Regions from separate parts of the Muntiacus reevesi genome. Here region 2 is linked to region 1. A link is a contact called in public Hi-C data. All regions are on one chromosome and are shown on one strand. Each heading gives the region's core, a stretch centred on a gene start, on an enhancer-like site or on the middle of the called end of the contact. The rest is flanking DNA. Distances are from core to core; before and after follow the strand shown. Region 1 holds the start of DENND5A (DENN domain containing 5A). Region 2 holds the start of ZNF143 (zinc finger protein 143).

Region 1 (5,424 bases), core at 1,890-4,389:
CACTCTGGAAGGGGAAACATGATTATTTGGTGAATTGTAGGCCCATCTTTTCTCACTCCTCCCACCCCCAACACTCTCTAGCCACCCTAGCTTTCTTATTGCTCCTTGACCACTCCAGGCACACTTTTGCCTCACGCCCTTTCCTGTATTTGTGCTGTTTTTAGTCGCTCAGTCGTGTCCAACTCTTGGCGACCCTATACGGTAGTCCCCCAGGCTCCTCTGACCATGGGGATTCTCCAGGCAAGAATACTGGATTGGGTTGCCATGCCCTTCTCCAGGGGATCTTTCCAACCCAGGGACCGAACCCAAGTCTCCTGCATTGCAGAATGCTTTCCCATCTGAGTCACCAGAGAAGCCCAGGAGTATTTCCTGTATTTATCTTCCCTCAGACGTCGACTTGCTCTCTCTCAGATCCTCAGTGCTGAAATGGATGCCCCAAGTTGCCGCTTATTAAGAGTATGTTGTGGAGACTTCCCTGGTGGTCCAGTGGTTAAGAATCCATCTTGCAGTGCAGGGGACATGGGTTGGATCCCTGATCAGGGAACTAAGATCACACATGCCATGGAGCAACTAAGCCCGAGCCACAACTACTGAGCCTACGTGTCACAACGAAGATCCTGTATGCCATGACTAAGACCCAGTGCAGCCAAATACATAAATAAATATTAAAAAGAAACATTGGCTTAAGAACAAAAGAGTATATTATGTTCCAGATATTTAAATTCCTTTCTTCATTCATTAAAAAAAATTAAGAATCTTGAAAACAATCTTGTGGGGGTAAGAATGATTATTCCCATTTCAGAGAAGTTAACTGATGTACCTCTGCTCACATAACTACCAAGAGTGGAAGTGAGGATTTAATCTAAAACTTAAGAGCATGTAGCTCTGTTGTTTTCCTCTGAATCTGGAAGAAGCAATCACTCTGCCAAACATATTTCCTACTGGAAAGAGATCACTTTACAGTTGAATATTCGGGGCCTCTGAGCAGTTACATTTCCCAGGGCAAATTAATACAGTCTTTTGTTTCTAACTTGTTTTATGAGTTCAGTTAGTGTGAGAGGTCTCCTAGCACCTGATCACCCTGGACACATTGGATAAAAAGTTTCTAGACTTCAAACTGAGAATAATCAAGCCCTTTTTAAAGTCTCTTCTTCCACATAACTCCCAGAGTGATCATTCTAAGATGTAAATCAGATCTTGTCACTCCTCAGCTTAAATTCCTCCAGGTTACCATTCCTCTGACACAGGGTAAATTCTTTAGCCTGGCATTTGAAGCCTTTCCTGCTTTGTCCCTCTTCTCTCTCCCTGGTTTCATCTTTTAATTCTCTGTCTTCCAGAGAAATGAATTATCTTGTTGCTCCTATGTAACCATTTTAACCTGTCACTCCCTGTGTGTTGTTGCACATGCTGTCTGAAACATCTTTCCCTCCCTGTTTTACTTGATATATTTCTTTTGATCCTTTGGAACTCAGGTCGGATTATATCTCCTCCTGGAAGCCTTCCCTGACCATCACCCATCCTGGAAGGATGCCCCCTTTCCAGGCATTGTAACCATTTAGCTCTCTGAGCCTCCTCTCCTGTCTCTGTGTCCCCAGCATGCAAGACAGGATGAGGCACCTCCCTCAATGCACTTTGTAAAGCTACCTTTTCTGCACTTTTTTTCTTACTGGTTCAGGCAGGTTACATACAAAGAGGATCAGGTGCTATGGTTTCAAGTGACATCGGCTGTGACCTCCAAGTCAGCCTCCCTGCGGGAACCAATACTTGAGAGTGGTACCCAGGAGAGAACTCAGGGCTTTGTGGAAGCCAGCTGCCTTCTCAGGCCTTTAGCAGCAGCCTGTCAGAGCAGACCCTAGGCACACCTCTTGTTGGAATAATAATATAATCTCTAATATTTATTGAGTGCCTTCTACTTTCAGACACTATTCTGATCACTTAACCTGTATGAGCATTCATCTTATGTAATCACAAGAAAGATGACTGCGGGCACCTGGAAACTGCCCAAGGTCACACAGTAAATAATAAAGTCAAGTTTCGAATCTGAGCACTCTGTTTCTAGAGCCTACTAGAAGTAACTACTATGCACATTGCCTTCTTGATTTCTGATCTCCAGTTTTCTGCTTAGATTCTGTGGGAAATCAAATCGGAGGGTCCCAATCCAAGTACCAGGAAGCAAGTTTCTCTCCTGGTCCCCCACTTCTCTCAGGAGAACTCGCTCAGGGATGGAACTAAGAATTGTCAGAAGCAGAAGGGGAGCTCGCAGTGACAGGGGCCTCCGGAGACTCTAGGAGAGAGAAAGGCACAGCCATGTGCAAGAGAAAAGCCATGTGCATGGAGTGGGGGTGAGAGGGCAGGGACTGATCTCAAGCCCAGGATTCAACTCCAGGCTTTGTCTTGCAGAGTTTATGTAACCATGGGGAAAGGCCTCGCTTTTTTCTGAGCCTTAGTTTCCTTATTTATAAGCCAAGGGTAAATACAGAGCGGGCTGATCACCTCTGGCAAAAGAGGAGACATCCCCAGCTCTACTCGAGAGAAAGCCAGCCATGGACGTCAGGGAGCGGTGCTGAAGAAAAGGCTATCTGCGGTTTAGGCCGGTGGGCTTCCTAGAATGAGGATGAGCTGGGCTTCCTAGCTCAATCTTAAGACCTATTTCGGAGACAGAGTCCAGCTAGGGAGATCTTCGGACCTTTAGTGGGAGGCGGGGGTGGGGGCGGAGCATGGGCCAGGGGCCAGGCTCTGAAGGATGCGTCCACTCATCCCGCACCTCCGCTGCCCTTCGTAACGGAGTCGCAGCCCCGGGGGGGTGGCGGATGCAGGCGATCCAGCAGTTGCCTGCCGCGCTGCGGCGACCGCCTGGGAAGCTGCGGCCCGCTAGGCCAGAAGAGCATCACGTCATCCTTTCCGCGAGGAGCCCTCCCCCTCCCCAACGGCGCCTGCGCAGGCGCGGCTGGAGGGAGCCTTGGTGGGGGCTCTCCTCAGCGCTTTTCGCCCTTCTCGGCGCTCGCTCCGGCCGCCGCGCTCTCGGCTGGCAACAGCGGCAGCGAAGCGGAGGGGAAGGAGTCCAGGATGCGGCGCGGGGCGGCCCGGTGCCCCCCTGCCCCGTCACGGCAGCCGCGGCGGCCGCGGGGACCGGGCCAAGGCCGGGGGCGGCGGCCGGAGCCGCGGTAGCGGCGGCGGCGGGAGGGGCGGCTTGAGGGCGGGCGGGAGCCCGGGTGCGGGGGCTCGACGCTCCGCACGGCCCGGCCCGGCTCGGCCCCGGCGCCATGAGCGGCGGCGGCGGCGGCGGAGGGGGCTCGGCGCCCAGTCGCTTCGCCGACTACTTTGTCATCTGCGGGCTGGACACCGAGACCGGGCTGGAGCCGGACGAGCTGTCGGGTGAGTGCGCGCTGAGTCCGGGGCCGCTTCCCCGCGCCCGCGGCCGCCGGGGACCCCGATAAATCCTCCCCCACCCTGGCTTTGTCCCGGGAGGCGGGCGAGGGGCGAGCGCGGGGAACGGGGCGTCGGGCTGAGGAGGGGAAACGGGCAGAGGGGCTCTGAGCCGTAACGGGTCCCAACGGTCCCTGCTTCCCGCTGTGCTTGTGGCCAGGTCCTCTCGGATGAGGAGGGAAGGATTGTGTTCTCAGTTCGGTGAAGGTTGAGTGACTTAGTGTAAAATAAAAGGGAAACTTGTTCTTGAACACCCGTTAGGGAGGGGAAAAGGCATCCCACTCCTGGTGAAAGTAAGTTCCACCCAGACTTTAAAAAAAAAAAGAAAAAGGAAAACAAAAACTTCGTGAGTTTTATTTGGCCTCCTCCCAAGAAACCTGTGATCGCAGTTCCTCAAAACAGTTCTAACCCAGCCCTGGGCTAGGCCCCCTGAGTTGATGGGACGTGAAGTAATAAAGTGAACTTGGGCCACACCAAGGAGGGAGAGAACTCTCTTCGTTCTGGAAAGGGTTCGTAACCCGGGGCCGTACCGTTTTTTTTTTTTTTTTTTTTTTTAATTGAAAATAATTTATGTCCTTTATGAGACCAGCGTCATTGGTGAATAAAAGGGCAGCAGCCTAGTTAGAGAGCCTGGGTTGCGTAGTGATGCTTCTCAAGTCATCTTTCAACGGGAAGTGGTGGGGAAGTGAAGATAAGGCCCAGATCATATCTGGCACTAATTGTCAGAATTGTAAAATCCCGTGAATTCCACTGCACCGGTGTCAGAGTTGTAAAGTCCCCGCGAATTCCACTGCACCGTCATTGGTTTTGGAAAAGTTTTCGTCTGGAGTGTCCAGTTTGCAGGTTTTATGTAGGTGGAGGTTTGTTGTGTCATCCTGCTTTGATGAGAGATATTCCTTTTTACTGTTCTGTCGTGATGTGTTTACTGTAAAGTTTTTCTCCTGAAAGCGAATATCCTGTTGACTAATTTTCCTTTGCTTCAGAGATGACAGGACAAGTTTTGTGTGTCCCCCCCCCCCCAGAAAAATTTCAGTGTTTCTTATGAAAAAAAATTAGATGCATACATCAAAATGGACTGTCTTTTTAAAAAATGATAAACTGATGACCTTTAACAAGGTCAGAGCAAATACACTACTTCCTCAAATTAATAGCAGGTGGAGAAAAAAATCGTGAAGCAGTAATACAATTAATACTTGGTCTGATTAATTCTTGGTCTATTGTTGGGGTAGTTTTAAGTTTTCTTTTTTAGGTCTTTGAATTCCTGTAATCTGATGCTGATTTTTCATTTGTGTTTCCTATTGGTTAAATTTATGACTTTGAGATATAGTTGTTGGAATTCAGTTCATGGTACTGGAGCTGGAAGGACCTCAGAGAAGAAAATGAGCCCAGGAAGGACAATAAATTGCCTCACTTTGATCCAGTGTCCCTCTTGTGCCATAAACTGCATTTCATTGCTTGGCTGGGTTTTTAGAAAACATGTTGACATGTTTTCTACATGTTAACATGTTGACAAAAAGACTTAAAATGACACAGTTCTCCTCAGTAAAAGAAATTTTAAATTGATGAAATAAACCAGTGTTAATTTTATGCTGTGCTTTTGAGTGTCTGTTTGATTTTCAAAAATAAAGAAAATGATTTGCAGATGATAAAGCTTATGAGTGGAACTGGGAATGATTTGATTTGTTAGTGAGAACATGGGTTTTGGGGTTAAACATTCTCACTCTGCTATTGACTGTCTCTGTGACTGGAGGCCAAGTTATATAACTGCTGGGGTCCTCATCTCTAAAAAAGAGAATGTAAATAAAAAGTGTCTTATCAAGTAGACTCTCAAAAGTGCTAATTCTCTTTTAGTGAATATCTGTTAATTATCTGGCTTTTCAGGAAGCTAAAATTATATCCTTGTGAAAGCTTATTGAGATATTAAAGAGGGGGATGAGATGTATAAAATGTGTAAAGAAGGGTATTTTTCTTTTTAAATATGGTTGCAGTAGTGGAATG
Region 2 (5,307 bases), core at 1,507-4,006, 180 kb before region 1:
ATTTCCTTATCCCTATGAAAATTTTTTTCCCTCAAAAAGAAGATAAAAAATAATTTCTAAAGGTTATTTTAAATAATTGACTTAAAAAAAAACATATTTACTTATTTATTTTGGTAGAGCTGCCACATGTGGAATCTTAGTTCCAGAAATCAAGAATTGAACTCAGGCCCCCTAGCAGTGAAAGTACCAAGGCCTAATCACTGGATCACCAAGGAATTTCTATAAAGTGGTATTTTAGGTACAAAAAAAATGCAGTTTAGAGTTAAATGCCTATGTCTACACATTAATGGATGAGTTATTTCCACAGAGTACAGAGTTCCCACAGTGGCACTGTTTTAAAATAGGATTAAATTTATGGGAAACTGAAAAAAGGTGTATCTCTGTTGTCAACTTTTTATTTCTATGAGAGGGAGGGAGATTTTCAGTATAGATCCATCTTAACAACAAGATCATTTTGATAATACAATACACTGTCTTACAAAAGCTACCCCTTAAAATGCAAATTAAGCATAGAAATCAGCAATGACACAAACAACTCAACTCTTTAAATAATCACTATGTCCTGAAATAAAGCCAAGAGCAAAAAGACTAAGAACTGGGTAAAATTCTCGAATTAAAAATAAAAACAAGGGCTGCCCTAGTAGTACAGAGGCTGACTCTGAGTTCCCAATGCAGGGGCCCTGGGTTTGATCCCTGATAGGGAAACTAGATCCCACATGCTGCAACTAAGGCCAGGGCAGCCAAATAAATAACTTAATACATATATAAAAACAAAAACTATATAAGAACTTCAAAATTAAGTAATGATAAGAACATCAGGACTCAAGAAAGTTGTCCTCAAGTGATCATAAACTGTACCTACATTATATTTAATAACAACTAAACTAACAGTAGAGGGGACTTCGTGGTGGTCCACTGGCTAAGACTCCACACCCACAATGATGGGGGCCCTGGTTAGCTCCCTGGTCTGAGAAATCAATTCCACATGTTCATGATGTAACTGAAAGATTGCACATGCCACAACTAAGACCCAGAGGAGCCAAATGAATAGATAAGTAATAAATAAATGTGATTGTTTATAGCAACATTATGCATAACAGCCAAGACAGAAGCAACCTGAAAGTCCACATCAACAGATGAACGGATAAATAAAAGGCGTTAGTCCAAACAACGAAATATTTGGCAACAAAAAGAAATGAAGTACTCATACATGCTCTAACATGAATGAACCTTGCAAACATGCTAAGTGAAAGAACCCAGTCACAACAACCCACATACTGTGTGATTCAATTTTTATGAAACACTGGGAACAGACTAACTTGTAGATTAGTGGTTGGGGAAAGAGGTGTATCATGGGGAAATCGGGAGAAACCTAGTGGGTACTGAGTTTCTTGCCGGTGAACATGTTTTAAAATTTTGGTAATGGTTGCACAACTCCGTGAAAACATTAAACCTACCTAATTACATACTTTAACGGGGTGATTTGTAAAGGTCTGTATACTCTATCAATAAAGCTGTTATTTTTAAAAACTAAAAGGTGGCTATGGAAAAAATGGGTAAAATATTTGTACACTGAACAATTTCCAAAGTAATCTAAATACACGGGGAAAATTCGTTACTATCTTACTGAAACTTTTGGATGATTTCATTACTAAGTCTCTTACTAAACACTTAATAACCAACTGAAACTATGCGACCAACAAGGGAAAATATTAAATATTGCACAGATTTTTTACAACAAAACTACTGCACTCTTACAGCATCTACTAAGATTCAGGACAAAGGCGACAACCTCGAAGTTACAATTTTTCACATCTCCAACTAGATTATACCAGCTGACTACAGACACGCTTCCAAAAGCTTAAATTGATCTTAAAATCAGTTTGGCAATCATTTTATCACTTTTTACTTAACTTCTTTAATGAGTAAACAATGTTAAAAAAAAAAAAGCAAAAGGGGAGAGAATATTGATGGACGTCCCACAATGTTACAAAGCAACGAAAGGATTCGTTCACTCTTTTCACCAAAATCGAGAAAACAGAATGATAAAATCAGTTATTTCCAATATTCGATATTAGGCTCAACGACCCCAATCTTTTTTTTTTTTCCAAGTGAGGGAAACAAGAAAGGTGTGCATGGTCTGAGAGGGAGGAAATAATGGGGGCAATCTGCAGGCGGGATCCCAATCGGGCCCTCGGCCAGTTCTGCCACCGGCACGCCAGCCGGGGCCTGGTGCTGACCAGGGCCCAGCGTCCCAGCCCGAGGAGCTTCGCCGCGGCGGCGCCTGGGGACTCGCTCCGCGCGGAGGTCAAGCCGAGAAGCGCCGCCAGGCTCCCGAGGGCTCCACCCTCCCCTCTTTCACTCCCTCCCCTCGGCGGTCCCCAGAGGGGAACAGGCGGGGCGCTACGCGACGAGACTTGGAGGAGGGGGGGTGGTTTGCGTCCTCAGAGAGAAAAGCTCCGCCGCCCCAGAGTGGCGGCCGCGGGTTATTAATAAACTCCGCTTCTGCCCAGACGCAACTACCGCGGCCGGCCGTAAGATCGGCAAGGCCTGAAGTGGAGGTTGAGCAGCCGGAGCCAGAGCCCGGGCCCAAGCGGCCCCGCGCCGCCGCGCTGAGGGCGGCGGCCGGGCGGAGAATAATGCACACTGGGTAAAAACACATTTATATACGAACCTCCGAGAAAATTTTCCAACAATTCCTTCGTCCGACCACCATGCACCAGGACAGGAAACAGCCGCCCGGCCCCCAAGCCCCGCAACCCGCATAGTAGCTCTGAGGCCCGCCTCCAGCCTCCATTGGGCTGTCATTACGTCACTCACTGGACGCTTCCTGCTTGCCATTGGATCAAATTTAGGCGACGCGAAAGAAGACGGCCTTATCCGCGCCCCCTTACCTGACGTCAGCCTCGCCTGGCCTTACAGTCAGCGGCTGAGTGGCTTACCCAAAGTGCGGAACCAAAGTTCCTGCTTCTGACTGGTTGACAGAACCGCTCATCCCAGCGCGACAACGCCTCGCCGACAAGTGAATTATGCCTATTCTGGGGCCCCAGCAGGAGGCGCCATTTTGTAGCGAGGGAGGGAGGGTGGTCCTTGTGACTAGCCGGGAGGGAGAAGAGTTGAGAGGCGCCATTTTCCCCACAGGGGCTAGGAGGTGGCCTTGGCTCTCTCGGTGGGCTTGCTGGGGCGCGTTCTGGAGATCGGTTGCGCTTTGCTTAGCAATTGCTGAGTGTTGCCCCGTCGGTGGGGTGGGATGCGACGGCTCACAGTTCCCTGGGGGCTGTTGGTGCCAGCTGAGGCCTTTGCTCTTGGATGGAGGTTCTGGTTTTTGAGAGCTGCCGTATCCTTGTCATTGGCTGCCAAGACTACCTTTCCTTTTCCAGTCGTCGGGGTATCATCAATGGTAGGAGGATGAACCTCCTGCCTCAGCGGAAGCTCAGGCGAAGCTCGCCTAGGAGGCGGTGGTCTTGGACTCTGCTGGGAGACATTGCGGATGCTTTGCGCTTTCATGTTGATTAAGTTCAAATTTTGAAGTCGTCTCTAATGGTGTCGGCTAACTTCTTTTTTACTTTCCCTCTTGTGTGTGTCGCGAATTAAAGTAAAAAAGGGTCGGGAAAGCATTGAGTGGGTCTCCTTGTACCTATTATGATTAGATACAAGTTAGTTGTGAAGTTTAGGTAATGTTTCTCGTAGCTCTTAACCCAAACTTTTTTAATCTATTGGAAATACAAGCCTCATTTGAGGAGTATTCAGTATGTATTCATGTGCTTTGGCAACGAAGCTGAGTAAAGATGAGATAAAGTGTGTAGACTCAAGATTTGTTAAATCGGGCGTTCCAAGTGTAGATTTGAGTTACTAAGAATGAAGAGGATTGTCCCGCTGTAACTTAGAGATTTGTGTAATGCTTACAAAAATTGGAGAAAGCTGGATAGTTTGATTTAGTGTCTTTCGGGTGATTATGGACTGGCCTCAGGATAATTAGTGTTTTTATTTATACTTGAGTCTAGTTTGAGATTTTAGCGTAGCCTTGTTTTTGGTAGAGAGTGTGAGGGGCAGACTGACCTAACCAAGGTATAGCTGCCTAATTGGTGCCCCAAAGCCATTGGAAGGAAGACTTTCGAGTGTCGTTTGAATACAGATCTTTAGAAGTTTAAAGTAGTTACTTTTATTCCATTATAAGAATAAAAAATGGGACACATTAGATTGGATTAAGTTGCTTGAAACTGGAGGAATTGGCTCATTCCAAAGTCTTGTTCCCAATGGATAGACTCCTTTTTTCACAGAGTAGAGGGTTCAGATGACAAGTGTTCTAATTTATACTTTCTGTCCCTTCCAGATGTTACATCTATATTTTGTAATCAGAAATGTTATTAAAAGAATCAAAATATTTTTATGGAATTTAGTTATTTATTACTGTCATTAACCTTTAGTCTTTAAAACACTGTTATACAGAATCTCAAAAGGAAGTTAAAAATCACCCTGTAATTGTGGATCTTGGTTACAGGACATCTTTCTATCCTTAGGACCTAAGTGGTTGTAAACATTGAATGATAATGGTGAATAGGATGCTATAATTCTACTTTAATTGGCAAAGATACATTAATGATATTGTCACAGATAATAGAACTTTGTGTTACAATGTTTACCACTGACTACAGATCGGAGTTCCAATGTCCTAATGTTTAGGGCTATCCATAATCCAGATTTTCCCTAAATCACCTCCTATTCTTCATATCTTATTACAATGTTACAAATTAATGGCTTGAAAACATTTAACTGCCAATCATTGTTAGTCCATGCTGTTCCACAAAGCTGAACCTTTTCACCAGTTTTCTAAACAGGCTAACTTCTAGCCTCCTACAAAAACTGTTACTATTATGTTTTTAAAAACATTTAACTCAGAATTTTCTGGAGAATGGTTGATTTGGGCATATTTGCACACCGATGTAACTATTAAATATCATGTATAGAAGAAACATGGAAGGAATGCCCTGGCAGTCCAATGGTTAGGACTCCGTGCTTTCATTGCTGAGGGCTTGGTGGGGAAACTAAGATCCCACAAGTCTGGTGGTTCCGCAAAAAAATTAATGCATTCAACTTGTAAAAGTAACTATGTCTAGGAGAAGTTGACATTGAGTTACCAAATTATTTCTGTAATAGGTTTATTAATACATTCTCCCCCTAAATTTGTATTTTTTTAAAAAAACACTGAATAAATCTGCAATTTTTTCCCCCCCAAACATTGAGGGCTTCCCTGGTGGCTCAGCTGGTAGAGAATCCGCTTGCAGTGCTGGAGACCTGGGTTCCATC

The links. Hi-C and Micro-C count contacts between places; a contact is called where the count stands out from the background.
Region 2: a contact with region 1 is called in a Hi-C map of blood, with 2.2 times the contacts expected there. The contact joins the promoter of ZNF143 here to the promoter of DENND5A in region 1. A contact is called at or near these places in 2 of 3 Hi-C or Micro-C datasets (blood and muscle).

The regions. Positions count from the first base shown.
Region 1 is chr9:49,047,129-49,052,552 of mMunRee1.1, reverse strand. DENND5A (DENN domain containing 5A) reads left to right here and starts at 3,139. Exons shown (of 23, transcript XM_065943755.1): 1 at 3,139-3,375. The coding sequence starts at 3,264.
Region 2 is chr9:49,230,716-49,236,022 of mMunRee1.1, reverse strand. ZNF143 (zinc finger protein 143) reads right to left here and starts at 2,756. Exons shown (of 16, transcript XM_065945116.1): 1 at 2,675-2,756.